Regions from separate parts of the Sus scrofa genome. Here region 2 is linked to region 1. The links are chromatin contacts, called in public HiChIP or PLAC-seq maps. All regions are on one chromosome and are shown on one strand. The core of a region is the stretch at or near the end of the contact, and the rest is flanking DNA. Distances in the headings are between cores, read along the strand shown.

Region 1 (6,148 bases), core at 1,157-3,656:
ATACTAGTCCTTTTACCACTTACCAAGTATTTAAAATCTCCCAATGTACTTTTCCAATTATTTTCTCAAGACATGGGAGAATAAAAAGATTTTAATGAGTGGGTAAATAAGTACAAAACTTAAAATGGTTTTCCCAAGATAAGAACAGTTACTCATCCAGCCAATACTAATGAGTACTATGGTAATTCATGGAAGTTGGGGAGAGAAGGTGACAAGAAGAGACACATAAGACTTATTTTTTGGGGGGTGGGGGAGAACACACAAACCTGCTTAAACACAACTGAGACCATCATCACATCACTTTCTCTATTACTGAATAAGTAAAGGGGACAAAGATGAAAATAAGAGAAATACCTGGCCTTTCTATACCTGGTGGGTTATACCAGTATGTGTTTTGGGGTATAGTGATACACCGTCTCCACAATCCCACTGTGCCATTGTATCGAAAAAGTGCATCATTATAAGTCTTTTCATCTGCCTCATCACTAGCAAAGTCGTTCCAGATGCTTTTGTTCAAATCGCTGGAATTTTCTTGAACTGGACTTCGATACTCATACCAGAAGTCTGTGCCAATTGAGGCTGCCATGTAGATGGTTGAAATGAGGCTAAGTACACAAGCGATTACAAATGCTGTGGCAAAACGGTTATCCATTCTGGCATTCAGACTGCTCTGTTTACAAGTGGAAGAAAGAAAAGTTAGACTTCAAGAACAAATACAGGTTTTGAAAGGAATTATTTCAAAATCACCCTTTACCCTATTTCCCATCCCAAAGCTGTTTAAAGTAATGTATAATCATCAATGAATTTAAAAAAAAAAAAAAAGAGGAAGAAGCAAGCATGTTCTTAAGTTCAAAACAAAACTCATTATCATGAAAGTACTTATTGAATGCTCACATACCCAGGATGCTACGGAGACAGAGGTCTTGTTCTCTAGTCTATCACCTGCACACTAAAACAGACAACACTGAAATGGACATACACATTACAGATACAAACAACAGACATGCCCAGAGTCAGCAATGTACCTAGCATAAATGGTTAAGGAAAGACTGCAGAGCATTAACTGTTCTGAGTCTGGGTGTGAAAAGGGCAGAGGAAATGTGGTTAGGGCCCCCCCAGAACAAAGGGAAGGCAACGTGGAATCATCAGCATCTGTGTGCGCATGCGTAACTCTGTAGCATAGACCATCTAATCAAATGTATGTTACCCCATAAGGAAGACAAAGGGGCTAAAATGTAAAGGGGCAACTAATGAAGGGTATATAAAGCTACGCCCCCCTGCGCTCTCGGCTCAGCCGATGGATATGAATCCTGAGCCGGTGCAGGCACAAATAAACACTGCTTCCTGGCAATAAGCCTCGGTCCCATCTCTCTGTACGCAAGTCCGCCAACAGAAAAGGAAGCAGAGGAAATCGGCTCCTCCCAGTTTCCTCTGATTAGGGAAACCTTCCAAAACAAGGTTAAGAGTAGAGAGCTATTCAGAAGACAGTTGAAAACGCTTGTTAAACCAGAGAGAAGGTTGTTTCAGGCGCAAGAAATAGAAAAGAGAATAATAATATATAATAATGCTAGATATCAATCTGCCCCTAATCCATTAAAGCTAAACCAAGCTCCTTAACGCTGCCTAAGTCTTCACTCCTATCGACCGTCCTCATTCTTTATACTTTTGAACCTCCTCATCTGCAAACTAAATGATTCCTCCTCAGCCAGAAAGAAAACCCAGAATCGGGCAAAATACAAGCACTCCAAAGGCGTGGACAGGGCTCAACGGCAGTAGTAAATGGCCGCAGTAAAATGACTCAAGCCGGATCAAGCTGAGTCAAATACTGCAAGTATATACCATGACCGCACCAAACACCTTTAAAAGGAGTACGAAAACAGGCTCGCAAACTGGGGCTGCTGAGTTTGGAAAATGGCAAGTGACTCAGGAGAGACCAGAGCAATTACAATAATTAACTTTAACTCCAGAGGTTGGGTTTGTATTTTTATTCTTTTTTAATCCTTTTTCATCCTTGTGCTCTCAAATGACCTTAAAAGGTCCCGGGCACCGGAGCGGCAGTTCGCCCAGGCCGGACGCCTAGCGCTGTCACCTCGCGGGACGCACCTCGTGGCCGGGCGGGGGGTCGAGACTAGCCAGAGCTACGGCCGGGCAGCCCTGCGCGGTCCAGCCAGGGGCCTCAGTGACCGGGGCAGGCCCTTCCCCAGACCGCTCGGCCGAGGGAAAAGCCCCGCAACAGCCCCCCGCTCAGAACCCGCACACCCCGGCCGCGCCCGGGTAGGGGGCCCCTTTTCAAACGGCTGGAAACGTCCAACAGCTACGCGACCCCTGCCGAGCGACGCCGGCCCCGCTCACTCACCGCCCATCCTCCTGCTCCGCCAGCTTCACCCTCAAGCTCAAACCACAGAACCCTACTCTCCCCACGCCTCTTCTGACGCACTTCCCTGCAGAGCCCGCCCCCTCCATAACTCCCGCGCCTCCGCCTCCGCCTCCACCCCGGGCTGGGCCTGGCCACAGAGCCGAGGGGGCTTGTGGGAGTTGTAGGAGGGACAGAGGAAAAGCAGCGAGAGGCAGCGGACGGCATTCCCGGCGCCGCGCGCGGCGAGTTGTGGGAGGTGTAGTTCGGCTCCGGAGGGGCAGTCGGTACGCGAAAGGGAGGTCTGGGCTGTTGGATTCTTATTTTTTACTGAGGAAGGAACGAACGTCCACCAAGTAAGGCGACCTGCCTGGTCACTGATACTCATTAGTTGTGACTTTATGAGTCGGATTTTCCAATCTTGTGTTTTCCTCACCACTACCCTACTTGTGAACAGCAATGAGATTATACTTTCGAGATGATAACCCATTGACTTACTCTCTCACAACCTCGCTCTCATTGCACCAGATAGTCTTTCTGATTTTATTGCTTAAGTTTAGACTAAGAAGGATGTAATCTGACAGACAGTATCCAACTAGCATGTAATGGCATCCTTTGGGTTTCATACAATTTTTGTTTGTTGGCTGCTTTCTCTTTATGGCAAGTGATATTTTCTATTGTAGTAAAGCACCCTTTTAAAATTAATTACAGTTAGTTAAAGAAAAACATTAAGTTAATGCTGAGAGTCCCAGATATGTCAAAAAAAGTGAATAAAAAATTGTTTATATAGTATGAAAAAGACTGAATTTTTGAGAACATTGCCTTAAGCAGAAAGAATCATGCACAACCTGAGAGACTGCAAATGACTTTATGGCTCAGAGAAAACAAAATGAGCCTTCAAGTATTGCATATAAATTCACAGACAGAAAGCAGGGACATCTCTGTAGTGATGTGTATAGACCCATGAATGTGGCATGAGACCAGCAATGATAGGTTTCTCAACAGGTACCTACAGAGACGGCCAACTCAAGGACCAGAGGTGCTGTCAAACCCTACTTCACCCCTCAAATGCCTTCAAATTTAGCTACAGAACAGGAGAAAGGTGGGAGCCCCAGGCTGATACTAAATTTCTACCACCCTGACAGACTGAAGACATAGCTATCTGTTTCTCTATCTTTAGCTATATTTCTTTTGCCTAAGTTGAACTGCTATTCATATCTAACACATAAGTAAAATAAGGTAATAGAATATAATATTCAAATATGACTGGATTTTCATGTAGAATACCTTGCCAGAGGAGAATTGTCAGAGGAACCAACCAGAGAAAATGGTAGCAGTGCACAGTAAATTGTTAATTTGCATTTAGAGCCCCTCCATGCATTTATTCACAAGGAAATGGCTATATACATTGACCTTCTCTAGAAATTCCCTACCTTCAGAACTATATCTCTAGTGAAGTTACAATACATCCAGGTTAAAGAGAAGTTTAGAAAAGGAAGAGGAAGACACCACCTCAGTTCATGGACAAGAGAATTGAGACCAGGGAATAACACTTCAAGCTTGAATATTGAGGTGACATTAGACAATTTATTTAACTTCTTTAAATCTGTTTTCTTTTCTCCAAAATATGAGGTTGACAATAGTACCTATACCACATGATCATTGTGAGGATTAAATGAGAAAATATGTATAATACCCATCACAGGCCCTGGGGCATAGTAAACAATTGTTAAATTATTATTTGTAAATATTTTGTTCAAGACCTGTAATCTTTGAGTATGGTCTTTAAAAAAAAAAAAGAAAAAACAACGCCCTTTCAAAGCTCTTAATTCTTCCTGGAAGCTAGGAATAAGCTGCTATTGGAGGTAAGGGTCCCTGCTCACTTCAGGAGACTTAATGAATCTCTGGACTAAATGCCTGATGACTAGGAAAGACTTGCCAGGACCAGATTCCAGGCATCTTTTGTTAGCTCTGCTCATAGCTTACATGTGTCTTCATAATTCAGGAGGCTGATGTTTCTGGCAAGACCTGCAAAGGAGGGTGATGCTTTTATCCATCAAGTCTGCAGAATGCCTGAAAAATACAAGACACATTTCGGTCACCCATGTAGTATAGCCCTGGGAGTGTCTGTATGTTTGAAGTTGTGACCATCCTTCCCATTCAGCACAGGGCACTTGAACCACCTCGCGACGCCCACTACCACCAAACACTGTATTTCTTATTTATCTCTACGTCTTGGGGGTTTCTGTCTTGTATTTGTGCTTGCTCATTGCGTAGATAGGCAAAATAAGTCCTTAATAAATTAATTAAATTTCTATTGCCATTTCTTACTGCACTGTTTGGAAAAGAGTAGCTGGCCTGACATATTTTCATAAATATTGAAGATTATTTAGTGCAACAAGGTAAAGTCCATTAAATTCAGATTTAAAAGCAAAGTTGAATTAGACCTCTGGCTTAGTTTGATTAAAGATCATCCTAGTTTCAGCAAGAAGGTGTTGTAATTACACTGCACTGTAAATAAACCCAATAAACTAAAAATATAGATATGCATTTATTATAACTTGTTTATATTGTATGCTTACAAAACTCTTTATGCGAGCATTCCCTTCAATACCAGACTCCCTAAGATAGTTAAATATTATTTTTAATTGTACTTTTTAAGGAATTAAAAATTATATTAAGCAATATATATCCCCATTATCTTTTTCTCATATAATTTTATCCTGGTTGTTTTCCTTATGAACTTTGGCATGCAGAAAGGGTGAAAGTAGAAATAGATGCATGTTCTGGGTTCCAGTCACCAGCTATCCTTAAAAAATCGTATCATTCTTTGAATTTCCTTGTAACAATTTCTTGTAGAACAATGGCTAAATTAATCAAGGACAAAGCAAATAGAAAAGTTCATCTAAAATGGCTCTTTCCTTTCAGTAATTCCTGTCAAACATTACACAGAGCTGCAGTGGATGTCCATGCTTCTGAAGGACAGAGAATGGACCATATGTAGATGAGAAATTTAAATTTAAATTGTCCTTGATTTCAAAATCATCAATGTGGATCTTCAGTAAATTACAACTTTCTGGGCCCCAGTGTCCTCATTAGTAAAGTGACTTACTGGATGACCACTAATGTCACTTAAAGCTCTAAAATATTATGATTCATAATTCTGCTGAAAGGAGAATAACATAGCTCCAAAATATGATTGTCATAGATCCACAGAATTGAAGTTTCACTGGAGAATTCATGTATCTTACACCTTCAGCCTACACAATATCCAAGAATGCAGAGGGAGTGGGAAATGCAGAACAAAGGAAAAGGAGGAAGACTCAATGCATTCTGATTAGAAAAGATCAGCAACTCAGACCTTGGCTGTTTCAACAATAAACAGTTATAATGAAAAATGGAAGGTGTCCATGAAGTTTATGAAAAGTCTGTATTCATTGGAAATGACTCAAAATTCAAGCATAATTCAGTTCAGATCTACAAACATTTATTGACTATCTATCTAATGTATGCCAGACACTGTGCTGGGTACTAGGACACCAATGTAAATAAATAGAATTTTTGCTGTACACAACCTAAATCCAGATTAAATCAATGTTTATGAATAAACCTAAAGTATACGTGCCTAGAATCATAACATCACTGCTATTTATGTAAATATGGGGTGCCAAGGGAAATAATCCAATAAATGAAGTAAAGGAGGACCCTAAAAGCAGCAAAAGGATGCCACTTAATTTGGCATGATATATTACGTTGTATTGCACTAAACTTTCCAGTTAACTGTCAGAATAAAAA
Region 2 (6,464 bases), core at 49-2,548, 2.2 Mb before region 1:
GTGGGTTAAGGGTCACATGTGGCCAGGTCACAGATGCGGCTTGGATCCAGTGTTGCCATGGCTATGGCACAGGCCTGCAACAACAGTTCCAATTCGATTCCTAGCCCAGGAACTTCATATGCCATAGGTGCCACCTTAAAAAGAAATAAAAAACCTCACAGCTGTAATTTTTCAAACTAGTATCATTAGGGTTGAGGCATAAATTCACATAAATATAAATAATTAGTATATATTTTTGTAGCGATTTTTACATCATCAAAATATTTTTTAAGATTAAAGTAAATTCACTTGTTCACTGAATAAGGTAATATTGTGCACAAATTGCAGATGACCAAAAAAATACACATAATGTACAACTGTTCAAATAGCTTTTGACTATCAACATGCACTCCAAAAACTTCCAATCAATTACAAATCATGGATTTTCTATATTTTTTTAAAAGTTGCTGGTAAGAAAATAATTAAAAGTATCCTGAATTAATCAGAATAGTGCTGTATTCATCATATCTCTCTTCTCTCTTTATAATTCTTCTACTACAGTTTCAAATGAGAATATGAAATTTAAACTGGTAATAAAGTACTTGAAACTTTCCTTATATCTTTCCTTGTAACTTAAGTAACCCTCATAAAATTAAATACCATTTTAAAGCTTCTTTTTTTTTTCGTTATATAAATAAAAGAACCCAGAAGTTCCCACTGTGGCACAAAGTTATCCGCGTCTTGGGAGCACTGGGACGCAGGTTCCATCCCTGGCCTGGCACAGATTAGGGATCCAGTGTTGCTGAACATGTGGTTTAGGCGCCAACTGTGGCTGGGATCTTAACCTGGCCTGGGAACTATATATGCTCTGGGGCGGCCAAAGAAGAAAAATAAATAAAAAAAATAAAAGAACCTACATCTTCAAGTTTGAAGAATAAAAGAAAAAGCACCCCATGATCATGCAAATTTCCCCCCATGATTACTTTTATATAATTCCTTCTAGTCTCTTTTTTTTTTTCAGCTTTCCCAATCCATTTAATAGGCCATAACAATTAACAGACCCAATGGGTAGGGTAGTAAACACAACACCTGGGTAGTTGGAGGGGGGATATAATCTCACACTCATAGCTAACAAAGTAAATAATCGTTTACCAATACTGTAAAACCCCGGAACAATTTAAGAAAGTTGCTAACTTGAAGCATTCAGAGTTGATTCCTCTCCTGACCACCCGCCAATTGGATTCTGGGGACTGCAATCTAATCAAGGAAGATTATGCCCCGAGGAAATCTCTTCAGGAGATCAGACGGCTAAGAAGCCTGGTTACAGGCATACTTCCTCTGCCGAATAATGCCTGAGTTTACCTCCTCTCCCTACCAACATTAACGGTTTTGCTTCTGAAGGGCTCCAGCCTGAGGTCTTAGAGCCTGGAAGGCAGACGCGACGCACAACCAGGCAGCCCGTGCGCACAGGTCGCCCTGGAGCGCGCAGTCGGGTCCTGCAGTGGTTGCCACAATGCCGAGCACGTGCCCGACGTCGACTCAGGCTTCTCAGTGCTCGAGGCGCCACAGTGAGCGCAGGTCTCTGTGTGCAGGCCCTAGAAGGCAGGGAAACCCAGGCGGCGAGAAACGCCCCGCAGCAAAATTTCACGCCAAACACTTCCCAGCAGGCTGTGCGCGCGCCTACAACTCCCATCATGCTCCATGAGGGATTGCACGGCTATTTGCTGGAAGCCGGCAGTTTACCCCGTCACCCTGCTCACGTTTCTTTAATACTTCTCGCTGTGCCTCAAGCATCTTGGGGAGCTTTTCAATCCCACAATCAGAGCAAGGCGGCTTGACGCGCTAAAACCTCTGAGGAGGCGTGGCTCCGGACCGGAAGAACCTTCCGTTGCCAGGGGAACGTCGCGCACCCAAGCGCCTGCCCAGCCACTGATGTTTGGATTGTAGCAGCAGCAACCTCTTCACCCAACTTGTGGAGGCGGCTTTCCTCAAGACGAGTGATCCTTCTTCCTATGGAGGCTTAGAGAGGAGGGCTGAGGGACGTCCGCACCGAATTTCCATCCCAGAGACGGATACGAGCGTGTGCGTCCATTCCTGTTCTTCTGCGGCTCCGGGGCCTGCAGAACTAACCTCCAAGACCAGGTATCTCCCACCCGTCCCCGCCAGTTGTGTGCAGTGCCAACCCACAGTCCCAGCCGCCAATTTTAGAATTGCTTTTTCCCATGTTTTTCACTCCGTGTAGTTGTTTCTAATGTGTGAGAAGTAAAAAAAGAAGTGGGCTAGGGCCCCCAGAAAACTCATTGAATTGCTTTGGGTGAATTTTTTTTGATCAGATGGGCCTTTTTATTTGGTGTGTGGAGTAATTGAAATTCCATCAAAAACTGAAAACTGAATAAAAACGTTTGTTTGGAGTAGTTAGAGTGCTATAATTCACTCTAGAAACATTTTTAAAGTTTACAAAATACCATTGGGGGTGTTTTCTTTGCTCGACCTCTCTCTCTGTAGCGTGCCTTCCGACCTCTTAACTGTGGATAACATCCTGATTATTGAGGACTTTTCTGGCAACAATTAAAACAAATCATTTAGAAAGTTGTTTTCTCAGATAACAGCCAAGAGAATTTGGCTGGTGTGCGGAAAGAGGAAAACAAGATAAACTGGAAAGATAGATTGGAGTCAAAATGTGAACAGCTTTAAAAGCTATGCGTGAAAGTTTATACTTTATTCTAAAAGTTCTCAATAGTGACTGTATAGCTACACTGTGTAGCTTTTTTAAATACAGATGCCCTGATAACATCTTCAGAAATACTAATCCAATTAGCTGATTCCACTGTGCAGCCAGGGTTGAGAATCCTTGGTTGTAGGAATAGGGAGCTACATGAAACTTGAGTTGTATCTCCTCCTATGCACTTAGGACATGGTAAATGAATGTTGAGTGACTTAAACCGTTGTTTTTTATTTCCTTCTTTTATGCATGTAAAAAGTAAGTTTATAAAAATGTATAATTACTAAGAAATAGAAGCATATATAAGGCTATTATGATAGTTGTTTATAAAGTAACTTCCTTAATTGTAATTATATCTTTTAGAACAACTGGCTTCTCTTTTAAATTGTATGTCCCAAAGTATTTCAGTAACAAGCATCAGGTTTTGGATAATCCATGGAAAGGGGATGGAAAATCACAATCCAAAGTTCTTGAAAAAACAAATATTCAGTGTCAATCTTTGGATGGTAGATTTGTAGTAGATTCCAAGAGGGGAATAATATAAAAAGTGGTTGTATTTTCTAAAATCTGTTCAAAATTGTATGAAAATTGGAAAACGATATATAAGCCTATGTCAGTATGCTTAATACAATTAATAACTAAGTAATAACAAGTTTACTTTGAATTAAAATGACCTCTGTGAATGATAGCATGATATCAGAAGGCGAATTTAAACTAGATTCTACAAATGCCTATCCTTAAGCCGAGATTCAAAAAAAATGGATTTAATGAGATTTGAATCTTCAACACAAGGAGAAAAGTCAATTGAGGGACACAAATAGAGTACCTGAAATCAAACCCATCCCTTGGGTAGGGCAACTATGGCCCCATGCTTGGGTGGGGCTCTGCACCTTCTTTCTTATGCATATCACTGGAATTCAGTTTTGAAATTTCTATGCGTAATTATCTCTGAAGAGACCTAAGCAAAAATGATGATGCTGCCTTCTTTCAGATGCAGTTGTCTTGGATGCTTCTTATTTGTTAAGTTGCTGCATCTTTGTATCCTTCAAGATAGTCTTGCCTGGTTGCTATGGAATAAAAAATACTGAAGGATGGAGCTCCCATCGTGGCTCAGAGTTAACGAACCCAACTAGTATCCACGAGGACGCAGGTTCGATCCCTGGCCTTGCTCAGTGGGTTAAGGATCCGGCATTGCTGTGGTGTGTGGTGTAGGTCACGGATGTGGCTCAGATCTGGTGTTGCTGTGGCTGTGGTGTAGGCCGGCGGCTACAGCTCTGTTTACGGACCCCTAGCCTGGGAACTTCCATATGCCGTGGGTGTGGCCCTAAAAAGATAAAAAAATAAAAAATATTGAAGAAGTTGTAAGATGATCATCTTCTGGAACCTTAGATGAAGATGAGAATAAATCAATTAAATGAGATTTAATATTTAGAGAAGTTTGAAAATGATGGTTTGGGGAGTAATAGGAAATGTTTGGAATACAGGTGTACTGTAGTTACTCCTTTAGCGGTCCCTGCAACAAATGAGGGTTGGCAAAAGGGATCTCTTTTCTCCCACAACATACAAATATTTTTGGGGGTGAGGCATGGTGATGGACCCAAAGGAAGCACCTTTGGAAAATTTCTTTTGGAGACCCGAAGTATAAATCTAATAGCATCGTAAAGGATATGAATAGCCATAAAGTTATCACATAGTCAACAATAAGTCATTAGCAGTTTTATTTGACATCAAAATACTTACATATTTGGATTACTGATGGAATTTTTTTGAAGGTGCATTGGAAGAATTTTTTTTCCCAAAGAAATAACTGATAAACGAGTTAACACTTCAGAGACAGGTTAACAAAGAAACTCTTATAGTATTTAAGAAAATGAGATTAAAATGTAAGATTGGTATTTACATTTGTCCTCTTTACTAGTATGCTAGTAAAAGTTCTTTTAAAATTATACTTAACAGGATATTTCAGATAAGTTTTTTTTCAAAGAAACAGATATTTATTGAGGAGCAATAAAATTGTGTTTGTGGGGGTGGGGGGAGTTCCCATTGTTGCTCAGAGATAATGAACCTGACTAGTAACCACTAGGATGGGGGTTCAATTCCTGGCCTTGCTCAGTATCCGGCATTGCGGTGAGCTGTGGTGTAGATCACAGATAAGGCTTGGATCCTGTGTTACTGTAGCTGTGGTGTAGGCCGACAACTGCAGCTCCAATTCGACCCCTAGACTGGGAACTTCCATATGCCACATGTGTGGCCCTAAAAAGCAAAAAAGCCAAAAAAAAAAAAAAAAAGTATGTGTATTTTTTATATATAACCTTCTTCCCAGATGGATTTGTGATGACTTACAAAGATATATGTAAGACTAAGGAAAAATTAAGATCTCACTGTTCTCTGTTATCTGATCTTCTACTTTCCAAGCCTCAGCATATCATGCTCTACCTGAGCACCATTGCCCATACATTTTTTCAGATTTCCAGAAAAGGCTGCAGATACTCTCAAATATCACAAATGGCATACTCCACATGATACTAACATGAATTTAAATTCAAATTCCACATGAATTTAACCTAATTTTCTTTTTGAGTCATTTAAGCTACAATGAGAAATCTACAGTTATTTCAAGGGCATTATTCTGTGTTGCTAGGTGTTATTAGCTACCAATCTGCATTTCAGTTAAGACTCCTTTCTGGTAATCAGCTTAAACTCTGTTTACTAAATGCAAAGCTACATTGACATGATTTTCATAATATCACTGTGTCTTTAAATTATGAAATTGTTTGATAAATATGCCCATGTTTTCCATAACTAATGTGCCTGGGTTAATAGATCTTTTTTTTAATCCTGACTTGCAGCTGATTTGTAAATACTTGACTCATGGGATTGCTAGACAGACTTTCAGGCCTGCTTGGCCTAAAGAAGAAGGAGGTTCATGTTTTGTGCCTTGGGCTGGATAATAGTGGCAAAACAACAATCATTAATAAACTTAAACCTTCAAATGTAAGTATGTTTATTAGACGCTATGTATTTTCTGCTAAAGAAAGTTAATCGAGACTTACTTTGTTTACCATTATAACTTCATTATAATGTTATGAAATTTGTTAACCTTGTGGTACCTCAAAGTAACAGGTATCAGCCAGCCATAATTTGCAGTGTATTTTATGCAGGTTTGTAGGTAAATGTTGATTATTTAAACTGGAATATTTTCCAAATGTCTTTTCTTCTCAAAAGAGATTCACAAATTAGCAGTTACTTTCAGGTAGCATTTCCTTCTTTTTGGCTCCTTCTTTACAAGAGGAACAAAATAAAGGGAAAGGTGAATCATTTTTGTAGGTTCTATGGATAATTAGGCGGTTTACCAAGAGTATGGTATGCATGTCAGTAGTAGCAAACAAAGTGACTTTGTCATTTAAGGCTGAGTGGCTGGAGAGTGGGAAGTATTGCTCCTAAATATGGTAATTAAAGGTGGACTTCATTGCTCCCACACAGTGCTTCAGAAGAAGACTTACTACTTGTTTTCTCCCAACAGCTTCAGTTTTACTTCTGTTCAGTTTGAGATTGCTTTGGAATTACAAAAGTGACATTATTTCTTTTCTTCTGGTCATTCCCTTCTTTAGCATGGATAAGTTTGCAATGTGAAAACAACTAGCTGCTGATATATCTTCAGATGGGAATTAGTTTGAAGCAGCCAGGATAAGAAGCTGCAAATGAATTTGGAACGTAATTTAGATGTTAAGGGGCTCCCCAGCTGAACTGAAAATCAGCTGAG

The links. HiChIP or PLAC-seq counts read pairs in DNA pulled down with a chosen protein or histone mark.
Region 2: an H3K27ac HiChIP or PLAC-seq map of skeletal muscle shows a contact between it and region 1, with 10 times the contacts expected there. The contact joins the promoter of ARL6 here to the promoter of CLDND1 in region 1. A contact is called at or near these places in 1 of 5 promoter capture datasets (liver) and 1 of 2 datasets of contacts at active chromatin or transcription factors (skeletal muscle).

The regions. Positions count from the first base shown.
Region 1 is chr13:160,393,782-160,399,929 of Sscrofa11.1, reverse strand. CLDND1 (claudin domain containing 1) reads right to left here and starts at 2,406. Exons shown (of 5, transcript NM_001243498.1): 1 at 2,357-2,406; 2 at 370-670. The coding sequence starts at 652.
Region 2 is chr13:162,551,509-162,557,972 of Sscrofa11.1, reverse strand. ARL6 (ADP-ribosylation factor-like protein 6) reads left to right here and starts at 1,298. Exons shown (of 9, transcript XM_021070700.1): 1 at 1,298-2,121; 2 at 3,693-3,851; 3 at 5,551-5,695. The coding sequence starts at 5,573.